Regions from separate parts of the Macaca mulatta genome. Here region 2 is linked to region 1. A link is a contact called in public Hi-C data. All regions are on one chromosome and are shown on one strand. Each heading gives the region's core, a stretch centred on a gene start, on an enhancer-like site or on the middle of the called end of the contact. The rest is flanking DNA. Distances are from core to core; before and after follow the strand shown. Region 1 has its middle 240 kb from the start of ZNF438. Region 2 holds the start of ZEB1 (zinc finger E-box binding homeobox 1).

Region 1 (3,358 bases), core at 614-3,113:
TCATTCGGTGGGACTGCGAGGTGGTCGGGTGGTGGCTCTGGGAGGTGGGTAGTGACAGAGTCCTGAACACATTTCAGGGGGTGTGGGGGAGCCTTCTGAGAGTGTCCAGACCTCGTGGGGCCTCTAGGACCCAGGTGGCCCTCGATGGTCACTGTGTCCCCAGCAGCTGAGACCCATTTGAGAGTCCCAGGCAGCTGCACCATGACCATGTTCTGCTCCTCTCCCCCAGCCTGTAAAACCAACAGCCATCTGTGTGAACATGAGCCCCATGTTTTTATGGGCTGTCTACTGGTGGCTGCACACAAGCCAGGATGGAGGCTTACGGTCGCTGCTGTCTCAGCCTCCAAAGATGAAACTGTGTAATGCGACTCATTCTCTGAAACCAAATATTTGCAGGGACAGCCAGCAGCCACCTGGCTACCACATCTTTTGACCAGGCAGGTCATTTGTGCTGTGAAAACGCCGCCTAGGGATTTTTCTCAGCTTCCGAGGGGTCTTCAGGCAAATTTCCCCTCCACCATGCAGGGAAGCCCACACCAGCCTCTCCTGTGTCCCCCCAGTTGGGATGTGCAGATGAGATCTCAGTCGGGCCTGTGAGCAGAATGAAAGTCTGTTCCCTTCTGCAGGCACTCTGGTCTCTGTCTGAGGCCCTGGTTTCCTCCCAGGAAACTGCACTTACCTTCTGTTGCTTATTACCTAATTGATGAACTATTTGAGTCTGCATGGTGCTACTTTGAGCTTCCTTAGCTTGGCCACTAGCTGAGCATTAAGGAAGTTGTGGAGAGCAGTACCTTCACGCCCTGCACAATGATTCAGTACATTTCCAGAAGGATCTTCTCCTTGTCAGGTTCTCTCCCTCCCGCTCAGCAGCCCTTATTTTTTCTCCTCTCTCTTTCTCTGGAAATGTGGAGTTATATTGGTCTCTGAGGGGGGAAAATGATCAAAAACGTAATTATCATAAGCTGCAACCCCTGGCCAGCTGTTTGGGTTTCAGGGTGGTTCCCAGTGAGTCACTAGGGCACACCCTCTCTCTGCCCAGCTCCTCTGGGTCCCCAAGGCTTGGCCATCTGGAAAATGGGAGGATTTTTTAAGGGAGGAGGACGTTTGGGGAAGAAAACAGGCGCCTGGGAGCCTCTCTCTCTCTCTCTTTCTCTCTCTCTCTCCCTCTCTTTCCTAACCCGACAAACTTCTGAGAAACCCCATGTTCCTGGCCAAACATGGAACTGTCTAGAGGGACCTGGGCGGGCTGCAGGCCTGGGCCCCCACCCAGATAGCTGCTGTGGTGCCTCTCCTAGCAAAAGCCTTCCCTGGAAGGGTGAGCAACCAGGGCCTTCGGTACAGATGACTTTACCATCCCGGACTCCATTTTAAATAGATCGACATTTCAATACGTATTTATTCTTGTTGTATATACAAACAATAAATAAATAAAAAATAAAAAAGCCCTGCTGGTGATATGCCAGGCTGAGATATATAATGATATTTAGCAGCAACTGTGTCATTCTGTGTTGTTGACAGTAAAATAAATTAACATAATAAACATAATTTGCTCAAAAACAGCTAAGGAAAAGCAGATGGTTAGCACATTTCGGCAGGACCTGTTGGTCCAAGTTTGCACGGATGTTTAGACGTTTATGCAGCCTGCAACAGATGCTCGCCTGGGTTCCCAGGCACTCCCACGTGATAGGCACGGGAGGGCTCCACGCCTCTGGCCTGGGACAGGGCCACCTCACTGCAGAGAAATGGGGTCCCCAGGAAAGGGAGCTGCCGCTTGCATTGCAGCCCCAGGCCAGGGCTGGCTCAGGGTGAAGAGTGGCAGAGGCACTAGGCTGGCCTTCCCGCCAGGCAGAGCTGGAGCCTGCAAGCGCCTGGGCCATTAGCATTCATGGCCTGTCGCCTGCCCAGCGCCCATCCTTTGTGTGCCTGGAACAAGGGAGCTTTCTTCCGGGGAGGATGGTGCCGAGGCACTCTGGATCCTGCAGGCGAGCTTCCCAGTGGGATTGGGGGCCAGTGGGCCTTGGCCCTCCTTTCGGTTCATGCGCCTGTAGCTCTGGAAAGAGAAGAAAATGTTATTTTTGCAGAAGATGCCTCAGTGCCTGGGAAGCAGAGGAGGGCTGCAGATTTATTTCACTCCGCAGGTTGGAGGGGATAGGGCCGGCAGATCCCTGACATCAGGACCCCGGGGTCCCTGGTTCTACCAGGCAAATAGTCCATGTTAGTAGCCCCCTGGGAAGGAGCATTTTTCCTCAGGGCAGAGGTGAAGGCTGTGGCCCCCAGCGATGGGCGATGGCATTTCAACCTGTCCTTCTCAAAGCAGGGCAGAAACAGGGATTCATGAGAAAGATGACGTTAGGATTGCTGCTCAGAAACCCACCTCACTACCGCGCCGCAGGAGGGCTGAGGGCTCCCTCCCACCCAGCACTAGAATGCCAGGGCAGAGCTCTGGAAAGGGCAGCCCTTTCTGGAGTTTGGGTGTGGCTCCAAAAGCTCCTGGGAATTCCTGTGCTGCATGAGCAGTGCTGCAGACAAAGCCCCCATGGTCCGTACTTGAGAGTTCTGATATAGGCCAGACATGGTTTCCAGCAGAAAGGAGCTTACCATCATTATTATTATTTTTAGAGATGAAGTCTCACTCTGTCACCCAGGCTGGAGTGTAGTGGTGCCATCATAGCTTGCTGCAGGCTTCCACATCTGGGCTCGAGCAGTCCTCCCCACCTCAGCCTCCCAAATAGCGGGGACTACAGCTACATGCCACCATACCTGGCTAATTTTTTAAAAAAATTATTTTAGAGATGAGGGTCACACTGTGTTGCCCAGGCTGGTCTTGAGCTCCTGGCTTCAAGAGATCCTCCCACCTCAGCCTCCTGAGTCTCTGGGATTACCGGTGCGCACCACCATGCCCCACCTACTAGAAAAGAGTTTAGAGTAGGAGACCCTGCTGGATATAAACTAGCTGGAAAGACAGATGCCCTGCTATAGGACAGGTTAAGCATCTGTAGCTCCACCACAGAGCTGTTAGCATGGCGCAGTTACCCAGTCTGAGTCTGGGATCCTGGTATAGGTGTGCTTAGCACCATGCCTGGTATGTGCCACATGCTCACTAAATGGCAGCGGTTGTTAATTCTGACTGCAGTGTCCAAGACAGTTTCATGGGAAGAACAGCTTCCCCGTGGGTCCTGAGGATAATTAGGACTTTGTCCAAGTGTCTAATACGCCCCTCAAGTATGGCCAAGACTTGAGGATCTGGCCCCAATTCATTTTTATGGAGTCGTCCCACCTCTGGAAATAGCCCTACGATCTATCCTGATGTTCAGCCAAAAATTGGAGGCCATTTTTTCATTCTTTCTTTTACCCCACA
Region 2 (3,358 bases), core at 418-2,917, 520 kb before region 1:
CAGGTACCCGGGCGGCGCTGGCGGGGGCTGCTCTCCCCGCGCTCCCGCCGCCCCCGGGCGGACAAGTCTCGCCCCTCTCGCCACAGGAACTGTCCAGACAATAACAATCAGCAGACATTTCCCTGCTGCACGAGAGGGAGAGAAAGCACAGCATCGCCCCGAGATAACCAGAAATACAATCAACTTACAACTCTCCAAACTGGAAAAGGCGACTGTGCAACCACCACCACATGTTCAGGTCTCGATCCCTCGGGCTGTGTGTCTCTCTCTCTCTCTCTTTTTTTTAACTCTCACGCCAGGCAGAGGGGTGTGTGTTTCCCCTGGCACAGCAGCACAAATCAATAAACACTGCAGCTGCGGCGCGAGTAGCAGCCCCGCGCGTCCGTCGGTCCGTCCGCCCCCTCCCCCCACCCTCCTTCCACCCGAGACCCAGAGCGCCATCCAAGCCCCATTATCCGGCTTCAGCGCTCCGTGCGTCCGGCCCAGGTAACAACTTCCCCAAAAAGCGAAAGAGAAAAGCGAGAGGCGCACGCACACCGGCCCATCCCGGCGCAGAGACCGCGTCTGCCCCGGGAGGGGGATCTGTCTGTGGTGCTTCCCGGTCTCTAAGCCCAGGTAACAACTCCGCAAACACACCCGCCGCCCAGCTCGCCTCCATCCGCGCGGCTCCCGGTGGCGTTAAGTAGGTGCCTTTCCTGCCCTGTCCCCGCGCCTCCCCGCCGCGCCCCGCCAAACGTGGACCCCAATCGCGGGGCTCGTAGCGGAGTCCCCAGGCCGGGGCTCTGGGCCCGGCGGCGGGAGGCGCCGGAAAGGAGGGGCGCTTAGGCACCCGCGCCCCCGCCTCTAATCCCCGTTCCGCGAGCGCGCCCGGCCCGCGGGTCCCAACTTTACCGCCGCCGGCCAAGCCCTGTCCGCCCGCGGCGCGCACCGCCGGCGCCCGCGCACACGCGCGCACGGACCCCACGCAACCCGCGGTCGTCCCGTCCCGCCGCCGCCCGCCCGCCGCGCGCCCACAGCCCGGCCCGAGTCGCGGGGCCCGAACGACGGCGCCAGCCGGGGCCGCGGCGCGCGGAAGCCACTTTGCACGGTCAGCGCCGGGCACAAGTTTGTTCTGCGGCTCCCGGGTGCTTGGGCGCTGAGGGAGAATCCCGCCGAGGGGGCCGGGAGGAAGTGCAGAGGGAGGCGCCGAAGGGTACAAGAGTGGGGAAAAGTGCCGAAAGAAGCAACAGCCGCTCCACCCGGGACCAGAAAAGTGGCCAGCGCGTCCCGGCCGCCCGCCCTGCGCCGGGGATGCGGCGGCGCCGGCGGCGGCTAACGGTCCAGGGAGGCGGCAGGGGCGGCTGGAGCCGCTAGGCGGAGAGAGACCAGGTAAGAGACATAACGGTTCAGGGAGAGCGAGCGGCCGCGGCGCGGCTCCGGCAGCGACGGCAGCGGAGGGGGGCAGAGAGCACTACTTTCTACTTTCCCACTCCACTTTGCCGTCCCTGCCCCGGCCGCCCCCAGCCCGGCTCGCCCCTCTCACCCCCGGGGGCGCCCCGGCTGCCCGGCTCCCCCTGACTCCGCTGCTCCCCGGTCCCCTCCGCCACTCACCGTTATTGCGCCGCGGGTTCGCCTGCTTTCTGCGCTTACACCTGGGGCCATCCGCCATGATCCTCTCGCTTGTGTCTAAATGCTCGAGTCACCTCCTCCCCCTCCCTCCCCCTTCCCCCCCACCCCTCCGCCTCCACCCCTCCCCCCTCCCCACCGCACCTGGTTTACGACACTCCCGGCTTTACGACATCACCTTCCTTACACCTAGAGGCGCTCGCTCTACGGCCGGAACCTTGTTGCTAGGGACTGGGCGGTTTGCGGCAACCGTGGGCACTGGTGAATTTGAATTGAGGGGCGAGGGAAAAGTTTTCCTCAGGTGTGGTGGGGTGAGGGAGGCGGGTGTTGGGAAACCGTGGGGACGTGGTCAGAAAGGCGACGGGCTGTCGGAGTTGGAAAGGTAAAGTTGGAGGCTCGGCGGCGTCCTGCCTCCGCGCTGGCCACACCCGCCGCGGCTGCCCTGGGCAGGGAGAGATCTGGCTGATTCTCTCTGGACCCTGTGCCCTCGGAGCTGCCCCTCCGAGCGCCCAGAGGTCCCCGCCTGCCTGCTTCCTGGAGGCAGGGCTACCATCAGTCCCACGCCTCGCGTGTCAGCCCCGCGCACCCCGGGGCCAAGGAAAGGGATCGCGGTCTGGACTCCCCGGGGAGTTCCCTTGAAGAGGGGAAGGGCAGTTTCGGGGACGGCGAGGACATGCGGCGCCCGGAGAGAGGCTACCTGACCCGCGCAGCCCGGACTCCCTTCCCTTCCCTTCCAGGGACGCCCGGTTTCCCCCCAAGCGAACCAGGATGGGAAGTGACTTCAATGAGATTGAACTTCAGCTGGACTGAAAGAGAGGCTAGAAGTTCCGCTTGCCAGCAGCCTCGTTAGTAGAGCGGAATGAGTAATACCCACACGGTGCTTGTCTCACTTCCCCATCGGCACCCGGCCCTCACCTGCTGTCACCTCGGCCTCCCCCACCCGGTCCGCCCTCCCCGCCCTCCTCCTCGCGTAGATCCCTGGGATCCTAGGCGGCAGGACTCAGAGCTAAGCCTGTATCCACAGGCCATGAATTCCTTCCTAAATGAGCGGTCATCGCTGTGCAGGACCTTAAGGCAAGAAGCATCGGCTGACAGATGTGATCTCTGAACCTGACAGATTGCTGATTTTATCTTATTTTATCCTTGACTTGGTACAAGTTTGGGGATTTCTGAAAAGACCACGCAGATAACCACAAATATCAAGAAAGTTGTCTTCAGTGTTCAGTAGAATTTAGATTTAGGTTTCCTTCCTGCTTCCCACCTCCTTCGAATAAGGAAACGTCTTTGGGACCAACTTTATGGAATAAATGAGCTGTATGCCAAATAATATAGTTATAAATTAACAATGTAGGGGTTATTGATAGAGAAACGGAGAAAACTGAAACATGACCAGAGTATTGGAAATAACGTAGTACATCACCTAGTACAGTGACACATAATAGGTGCTCAATAAATTTATGCTTACAATTTTTGCCACATCATGGCAGGATTTTTTTATTAGGTTAAAATTATCTTTTGAACACTTTCTGGAATTTTAGAATATTCGTTAATAATGTCTTCAAACCTTTCAACTGAAATAAATTTACAACGGAAGTCTGGTGATTTAAAGTTAGAAAGTTTAATCTTGAATGTAGATGAACATTTTCTCTCCCACATTTTCTTGGGCATTTTGAGAAGTAAATGCATTATTTATTGGTCCATGAAATGTGACTGTAAATATTCTTTGCTATACACGATGACTATATATCTGCAT

What was found. A called contact is a pair of places that touch in the nucleus more often than the background predicts.
Region 2: a contact with region 1 is called in a Hi-C map of fetal cortex germinal zone, with 3 times the contacts expected there. The contact joins the promoter of ZEB1 here to the enhancer-like site in region 1. A contact is called at or near these places in 4 of 14 Hi-C or Micro-C datasets (blood, fetal cortex germinal zone, fibroblasts and 1 more).

Annotation. Positions count from the first base shown.
Region 1 is chr9:32,181,151-32,184,508 of T2T-MMU8v2.0, reverse strand. No RefSeq gene overlaps it. Among named protein-coding and RNA genes, the nearest start is that of ZNF438, 240 kb to the left of the region's middle. Within about 2 kb of position 1,863, at least 12 of the 40 cell types and tissues checked have an H3K27ac peak or open chromatin away from gene starts, as enhancers often do. A contact at or near this core is called in fetal cortex germinal zone, where this site is marked.
Region 2 is chr9:32,702,893-32,706,250 of T2T-MMU8v2.0, reverse strand. ZEB1 (zinc finger E-box binding homeobox 1) reads right to left here and starts at 1,667. Exons shown (of 12, transcript XM_077946171.1): 1 at 1,591-1,667.